2 separate regions of the Arachis hypogaea genome follow, and region 1 is linked to region 2. The links are chromatin contacts, called in public Hi-C maps. All regions are on one chromosome and are shown on one strand. Each heading gives the region's core, a stretch centred on a gene start, on an enhancer-like site or on the middle of the called end of the contact. The rest is flanking DNA. Distances are from core to core; before and after follow the strand shown. Region 1 holds the start of LOC112696580 (protein NUCLEAR FUSION DEFECTIVE 4). Region 2 has its middle 3.5 kb from the start of LOC114924148.

Evidence for each region. Hi-C and Micro-C count contacts between places; a contact is called where the count stands out from the background.
Region 1: a contact with region 2 is called in a Hi-C map of leaf, with 2.5 times the contacts expected there. The contact joins the promoter of LOC112696580 here to the enhancer-like site in region 2. A contact is called at or near these places in 2 of 8 Hi-C or Micro-C datasets (both in leaf).

The regions. Positions count from the first base shown.
Region 1 is chr6:45,784,633-45,788,393 of arahy.Tifrunner.gnm2.J5K5, reverse strand. LOC112696580 (protein NUCLEAR FUSION DEFECTIVE 4) reads right to left here and starts at 1,814. Exons shown (of 1, transcript XM_025749402.2): 1 at 1-1,814. The coding sequence starts at 1,448.
Region 2 is chr6:45,697,494-45,701,135 of arahy.Tifrunner.gnm2.J5K5, reverse strand. No RefSeq gene overlaps it. Among protein-coding and RNA genes, the nearest start is that of LOC114924148, 3.5 kb to the right of the region's middle. Within about 2 kb of position 1,900, at least 3 of the 3 cell types and tissues checked have open chromatin away from gene starts, as enhancers often do.

The sequences.
Region 1 (3,761 bases), core at 565-3,064, 87 kb before region 2:
CCAAATATTTCGGAAATGATTGCAAACATTAGAGGCCACTGAGCTCCGAAGCAGAACCCTATGATCACCGAAGACAAGTAGAGAGAGTTTGGAACACCGAGAGCTATGAGGACGTGACCAACGCAAGAGAGAAGCATGACCAGTGAGAGCATCAAAGGGCGAGGGAATCTGTACTTCTTCAAGAGAATCTCCGACGCAAAGCCGGAAGCAACGCGCCCGAGGTAGTTCCATATGCTAACTAGCGATACAAACGTTGTGGTGCTCTTTTTAGGGTACCCTAGAGAGTTCCCAATCTGTCCCAAGTTGTCAATGGCGGTTAAGGTTCCACCCACACCAAACGTGGTTGCAATGAATAGAATCATCATGTCAATGCTAAACAAGGCTTGTAAGATGGTATAGTCCTCCCCCCTGCTCGGAGGCTTGAACGCGGTGCTCCAACAAGAAGCGGATTTAGAATCAGCAGAATTAGTGTCAGTATTAGTGTTAGTGTTAGTATTAACAATATTAACACCGACACTGGGATCGGATTCTACTGCTGCTGTTTCTTCAGATTTGTAATTTATGCTCGAAGGTTGAACTTCGGCAGTCCTGGCTCTAAAGTTGTTGAATTCCTCTCTAAACACAATAGCAAGAGGAAGAAGAAGCAACAAAACAATTACCAAGCCATCCACCACGTCCTCGACGGTGGTAAAACTAAGCTTGTTTTGTACTATGATAAGCACCATAAGAAAAGCAGCTAAACCAAGAGAAATATACAAAAGATTGTTAAAGACTTTGAGCTCCTTTTTCTGTTGAACCGCGTCAAGTTTCAAGATCCTAATAGTGGGTAGGAAAATGATGGAAACCGCAGCCGGTAACCAACCTATAAGTAAGATAAGAGACTTGGAATCCTCACCATAGAAAGCATGGTAGAGCTGCGTGATAATGGCGCCACTTAAACCAACATAGCCTTTGAGAAGGCCTAGTATGCTTCCGCGGCTACCGGGGAAGTTCTTGACGCACGTGACTAACGCCCCGGTGTTCGCAAAAGACTGCGAGTTGGCACCAATGCAAATGTACAGGCACATCTGCCAGATCTGCGGTCTGGGAATTCGGTTAGTTACTGAGAGCCAGATCATGAGGTAACCAAAGAGGTTCATGATTGCGCCGATGGAGAGAACAACCCAAGGGGGAGTAATCTCATTGATTAGTCCCGAGAGCACGCCAACATTGGCGCCAAGGTCTTTGAAGAAGCTTAGCATGTTGAGGGTAGATTGGTCATATCCTAGGGAGGTTTTGATGTCGTTGGAGTACAAGCCGAACATGTAAGTTGCACCCGCAACGGCCATGATTAGAAGTGAGGCGAATACCATGAACCAACGGCCCTTGATTACTTGGTGAGTGAATGACATTATTGCCCTCCACCCACCTTTAGGGAACTCGGATGAAGAAGAAGAAGCCACCACCATTGTTTTGTATTTCTAATAAGTGGTGTTATTTGGATTATTATTCTTATGGTTTATTGTAAGCTTATGCGGAATCCTCTCTCTCCCTCTATATATATATATATATATATATATGCATATCCGTGTGTGGGATAAATTGGATTAGAAATAGAAAAAAAGAAAAGAAAAAGTTGCACACGGAATAAATTATGATGAGTTTTTGACTTTGAAATACCGGTCGTTGAAGGATTTTAAGTAAGTTGGGTGTCTATGATACCCGGGAAAAATGATTTCTTTTTCGCATATTTTTTGACAGAAACATCCATCTTCTCTTTGTATGTGTGTGCGCGCTTGAGAGATAAGTAGTTAGTACAATTATATGAGCTTAGAAAACGACATGCACTCTACGCGGTGCTCCTTGATTACCAATAGAAGAAAAACAATTGCTTTAACTTTTTATTTATAATAGAACTTATACTCACTCTTAATTAATTTTATTTCTTTAATTTCGTTTTTTTAACATGTCATTGTCCTTTTTATATATAGGCATGGTATTATTCCAGCATGTTCCTATCATATGTATATATGTATATATGAATCATCTAAATAAAGCTTATATTGAGAGATAGATGATGAGACTGAATCAGTGGAAAAGTGGGGAGGACCGAATGGAAGGCCAAATTCTCTTTTCAAATGAATCCACTGGTTCAGATTTTGCCGTCTCTATGATTTTGGGTACAACGAAATTGAACAAAACTCCAATGTCTCAGGCAATTACTCGTTCCTTCAAAAATTTTAACTATTATATCATAATTTACTAAAGTACTCATTTCTTTTCTAAATCTTCTATTATCGATGTCGTTGCTTGGTCGTCAACCAGCCTCCATTATCGCTGCTGGAATTCTCCTCACCACCACTAGTTCATCAATAAAGATCCTTATTAGCATCGCTTTTCTCCAGATTGGAAACGAACAGCGTCGCTAGGCTCCTCTTTACCGTCATTGCTTAATTGGCTTGTCACATACCGTCAACAATGTCACTCACGGCTAATAAAAATAACCATCCACTTAAGGATAAAAATAATCATCTGCATACCTAATGAATTGAACATCCAACATATTTTTATTGTATATAACTAAACCCAATCCAATCAAATTACCATCTACATAAGAATTAAAATAACCATATGTATACCTACTAAAATGACCATCATGAACTAGCCATTGAAGTAGCTTCAATGAAAGGCCGTAGTGAAAGACACAACGACTAGCACTACTGCTACTCCTTCAATAGTTCGACAACTACTGGTGACGGCCACTGGTAATGATGAAGGTTCTCCTCCAGTGACTCAAGTGAAAACTATGCAATCACTGGCTTAAGTGGTGATTGATGTAGAAAATCACGCAATTACTAACACTGTTGCTACTCCTTCAACCGATGAGGATGAAGGATTGGATGAAGAAGAAGAAGAAATGATTGAAAGGGTAAAACTATACAACCTTTTCTGAACACGTAGAAGGAGAATGAAGAGTGGCGCGAAAACAGCAGCAGCAGTGGATGGGTGGTGGATGGGAGGCATGTTGGGCTGAGATAGAGGGAGGCATATCCGGCTGACCTGTGGAGGTGGAGGAGCGTCGGGCTGAATGGCAGAGGAGAGGACCGGAATGAACGACGGTGTGAATAGAGGAGTGGAAGAGGGTTGAGATGGAACGGGATCGTGATGTAATGATATATTAAGAGGAGGATATATTGCCTAACGCTAATAATTTAAATTTAAATTGATTATTCTAATAAATTGAGAATCTAATTTTAATAATTAATTTAATTTTTTAAATTGTTGTCCACGTTGTTCAATATTTATATTGTTTACATATACTTTCTCAAATTCTAATTGTTCCGGTCTAGAACTAGACTCTGAGGTATGCGTCATCCACAAAACGAAGAACACTAGCAATGTTCTCCTCCTATGTGCAATACCACAAGTTTCTCTTTCGTCCGAGCAATTTGGAGAATCTGCAAAAAGGACTCCAATGCTTAAGTCAATTTACGATCTCAATATTAGAAAACTTAGATTCGGAGTGATCTGTTTAGTGACTTGTATGTTGTATTTGTATAGGCCGTTCGCGTTAGGTATTTATCTTTGAAAAATGCAACTGATGTGATTCTGAGATTCCCGCGACCAGTACCAAGGTGTATTGCGGACCTTTTTCTTTAGTATGGTTAAACCGACTTTGACTTAGTAGTTCCGATGTATAACATTGGATTCGAATTGTTTGGATAGCAAGTTAAGCTTTTGTCTAAATTTCCCACGTTATGCCTATTCTACCTATATCCGAG
Region 2 (3,642 bases), core at 651-3,150:
CATGATTGGATGAGGGCAATAGGAAAACGGAGGCTCAGAGGGAACAAAGCATCTCCATACGCTTATCTGAAATTCCTATAATTGAATTGCATTAGTATCTCTATCCTATTTTATGTTTTATTTCTCTTTAATTATCAAAACCTCATAACCATTTGAATTCGCTTGACTCAGATTTACAAGATGACATAGCTTGCTTCAAGCTGACAATCTCCGTGGGATCGACCCTTACTCACGTAAGGTATTACTTGGACGACCATGTGCACTTGCTGGTCAGCTATGCGGAGTTGTGAAAAGTGTGATTTACAATTTCGTGTACCGCACGGCCAAGGAGCTCGTCACGCAACAATTTGGCATGCCAAAAGCAAGGCCATGGAGCGCTGCGCTCCTTTACTTAACCGAGCGCTAGGAGGCTGCCCAAGGGGCTTGTGACGCAACAATTGAGACCAAGCGGGAGTGTTGCGCTCTCCTTGTCAACCGAGTCATGCGTTGGGAGTGTCTCATGGCACATTTCTGGTCTAAAAATCAAATTTAATTGAATCCTTCACCAATTTTGAAAGGCCTACTCTAAATTCTAAAATTCAAAAATAGGAAGTGTATAAATAGAAGTTAGTTTGATTTAGAGAGGGACTCTTTTGACCTTTTTGACACTTTTACTTTTCATTTTTCATTTTTCATTTTTGGGAGCTCATTTTTAGATTTTAGCTTTGGGTTTGGGAATTGGGATTGAGAGTTGAATTCTCTTTCTCTTTGTTCTTACTTCTACACTCTTCACTCTTTGTTTTGGATCTTGGATTGAGAATTAAAGGAATTCAGTTTCATTCTTGATCTGAGATCTCTCTATGTTTACTTTCTGCATAATTTTAATGAATTGTGATTTGGATCTAAGTTTTCTTTACTGCTCTCATCTCTATTTCTTCTGCAATTACTCTCTGTTGGATCAAGGAAGGAATTGAGATATAGACTTGTTTTCTAGTCTCATTCAACCTCTGAGATCTTCAACTTCTCTTTTAGATTTCATAATTGAGTTGAATTCACTTTCTGTATTGCTTCTTCAAGAAATTTTCATTTTATGTTTGAGATCTGCTGCATTTCCATTGATCTTTTACTTCTTTGATTGATTGCTATTTACATTCTATTGTTTAACTTTAAATTCCATGTTTCCATATCTTTTTTACTCTTTCAGCAATTTTACATTTCTTGCATTCTAAGATTCTGACATTTACATTTCTTGCAATCTAAGTTTCAGTCATTTACATTACTTGTTCTTTAAGATTCATCTCTTTTACTTCTTCTGCTCTTTAATTTACTGTCAATCCCCTCTCTCCCTTTAAATATCATACAATTTAGTTTCTGATCGATAGAAATCACTCAAATTAATATTTGTTTGCTTGACTAAATTAACCACCTAACTAAAATTGCTCAATTCTTCAATCCTTGTGAGATCGACCTCACTCATGTGAGTAATTACTACTTAATGCGATCCAATACACTTGCCAATAAATTTTGTATTGAATCGTTTTCCACACATTAAATACATCGCCGACTTCAACGTTGAATACACCGAAAGCCAAGAAGATCTAGCAACATAGAGCTTATATATAGATGAGTCATAAAACAAAATTAAAAGTGGAGCCGACGTTATTTTAAAAAGCACCCGAAGAATCCGAATAGAACTCTCCCTAGTCTAAGGTTTGAGTTCCATACTTCTAATAATTAAGCGGGGTACGAGACAGAATAATTACCATTGTAAATCTTGCACGTGACCGTGAATGCGAACATGAGATCACGACAGAATAGTGGTCAATGACATCAGCTGCTACGTCACCCCATTATCTAATCTAAAAAGAAGGCCGTGATTGGCTTGCAATTATTCTGTATTCCTTTAGCTAGCTAGAGTCATCTTGGTCATCTTAGAGATTTGTTATATCCGTCCAATTCTCCATGGATATATATACTTTCCACGTTAACAGTGGATACCATTGCATTTATTTATCTATTGATTTTAAAAAATAGAAAAATACAGAAAATTAATTTTTAATTAACCAACATTAATCAATTCTTTTAGGCAGGATTTATAATTTAAAATTTAAAGAATTAAAAGTTTATAATTTAAAATTTAAAATTTAAAATAAATCAAATAATTAAAAACATAACTAAAAAAATTAATTCTCTAACATTATTCATAAAAACATATATTTTTCTTCATCTCATCTAAGAGTTTATATATAGCACTATAGGCGGTGGAATCTCTAAAAAAAGGTTTTTCAAAATAAATTTTCTTCTGCTCATGTTATTGTTATGGCGATATCTCGATTTAAGTTTAGTATTGTGATTTACTACTATTTTTACATTTTAAAAATAAATGAACATTAAAAAATAAATATATAAAAATTTATTGTAATAAAAAATAATTTTACTGCATTAAGATATATATGGATGGACCGAGGTGATCAAGAGAGAGGCACTTGCCACACTAGAATTTTGAAAATATGTGATAGTTATGTATAAATAAATATATTTAAATTTATCGTTATATTCTTTTAGTCCTCACATTAAATTGTAAATAATTCTTTTGAGAATTTTGTTAAAATAATTTTTTATATTAAAGTTAATATTGTTATGGATCGGGCCTACAGAAGGTCCGAAACCGACCCACTGAAACTCTTAATCAACTTTCGAATTCAAACGTCTCCCTTATCTTAGCCAAATAAAATAAGATAAGATATTCACCATCACTTATAAATAGAGGACCCAGGTCTCTCTAGGTATTCATTCATTCCTCACACCTTATACCTCTTAGATTCATTCTAACTTGGGCGTCGGAGTGTCTTTGCAGGTACCACCCCCATTGCTCCAGTCAGATAATTTGGCATCCGCCTCGACCCGCAAGTTTCTGATCCATCTCTCAACCCGTACCAGGCATATCTTGTACATTGGCGCCGTCTGTGGCGACTTGCAACACCGTGACGGAATAGCGGACGTCTTCGAGGAGCAATCTCCAAGCCACCACGATAACTCCCAAACGAGGAACCCAACTCCCGATCACAAAGAGGCTACACCTCATGCAAGGATAGCAACCACTATACGCCAGAATACCCCAGCTTAAAACAAGGAAAATGGCCCCCGAAGTACTGGTCACTGAAAATCTGGGAGAAAAGGCAGTCCAGATAATTCAAGATCTCTATCTCTGGGTACAAGAACACGAAGGACAAGTTCCAACTAAGGAAAAACACCACGTCAAAAGCGGAAGCCACGCGACTTCCTGATCAAGATCCCGCCATGAAGCCAGACATGGCAGGTCACCTGAACGACGACACAGCGGGAGAAACGATCGCAGCGCCTCCCGCAACTGAGGACACCAGCACGGCGCAAGTGGCAGAAGACACGACAAGTCGCCCAAACGGTAACACGGCAAGAGGCACAACCGCAGCGTCTCTCGCGATCCGAGTCATCGACACGACATAGACGACAATCGACGACATCGAGAAGCCAAACGCACAAGAAACGACCACGTGATCATGGGAGCTACTTCCTTTACTGAGAGAATCTTGAGAGAAAAGCTCCCTAAGGGTTTTGACAAACCCACCGATATGAAGTATGACGGAACCAAGGATCTCCAGGAACACTTAACGACCTTCGAGG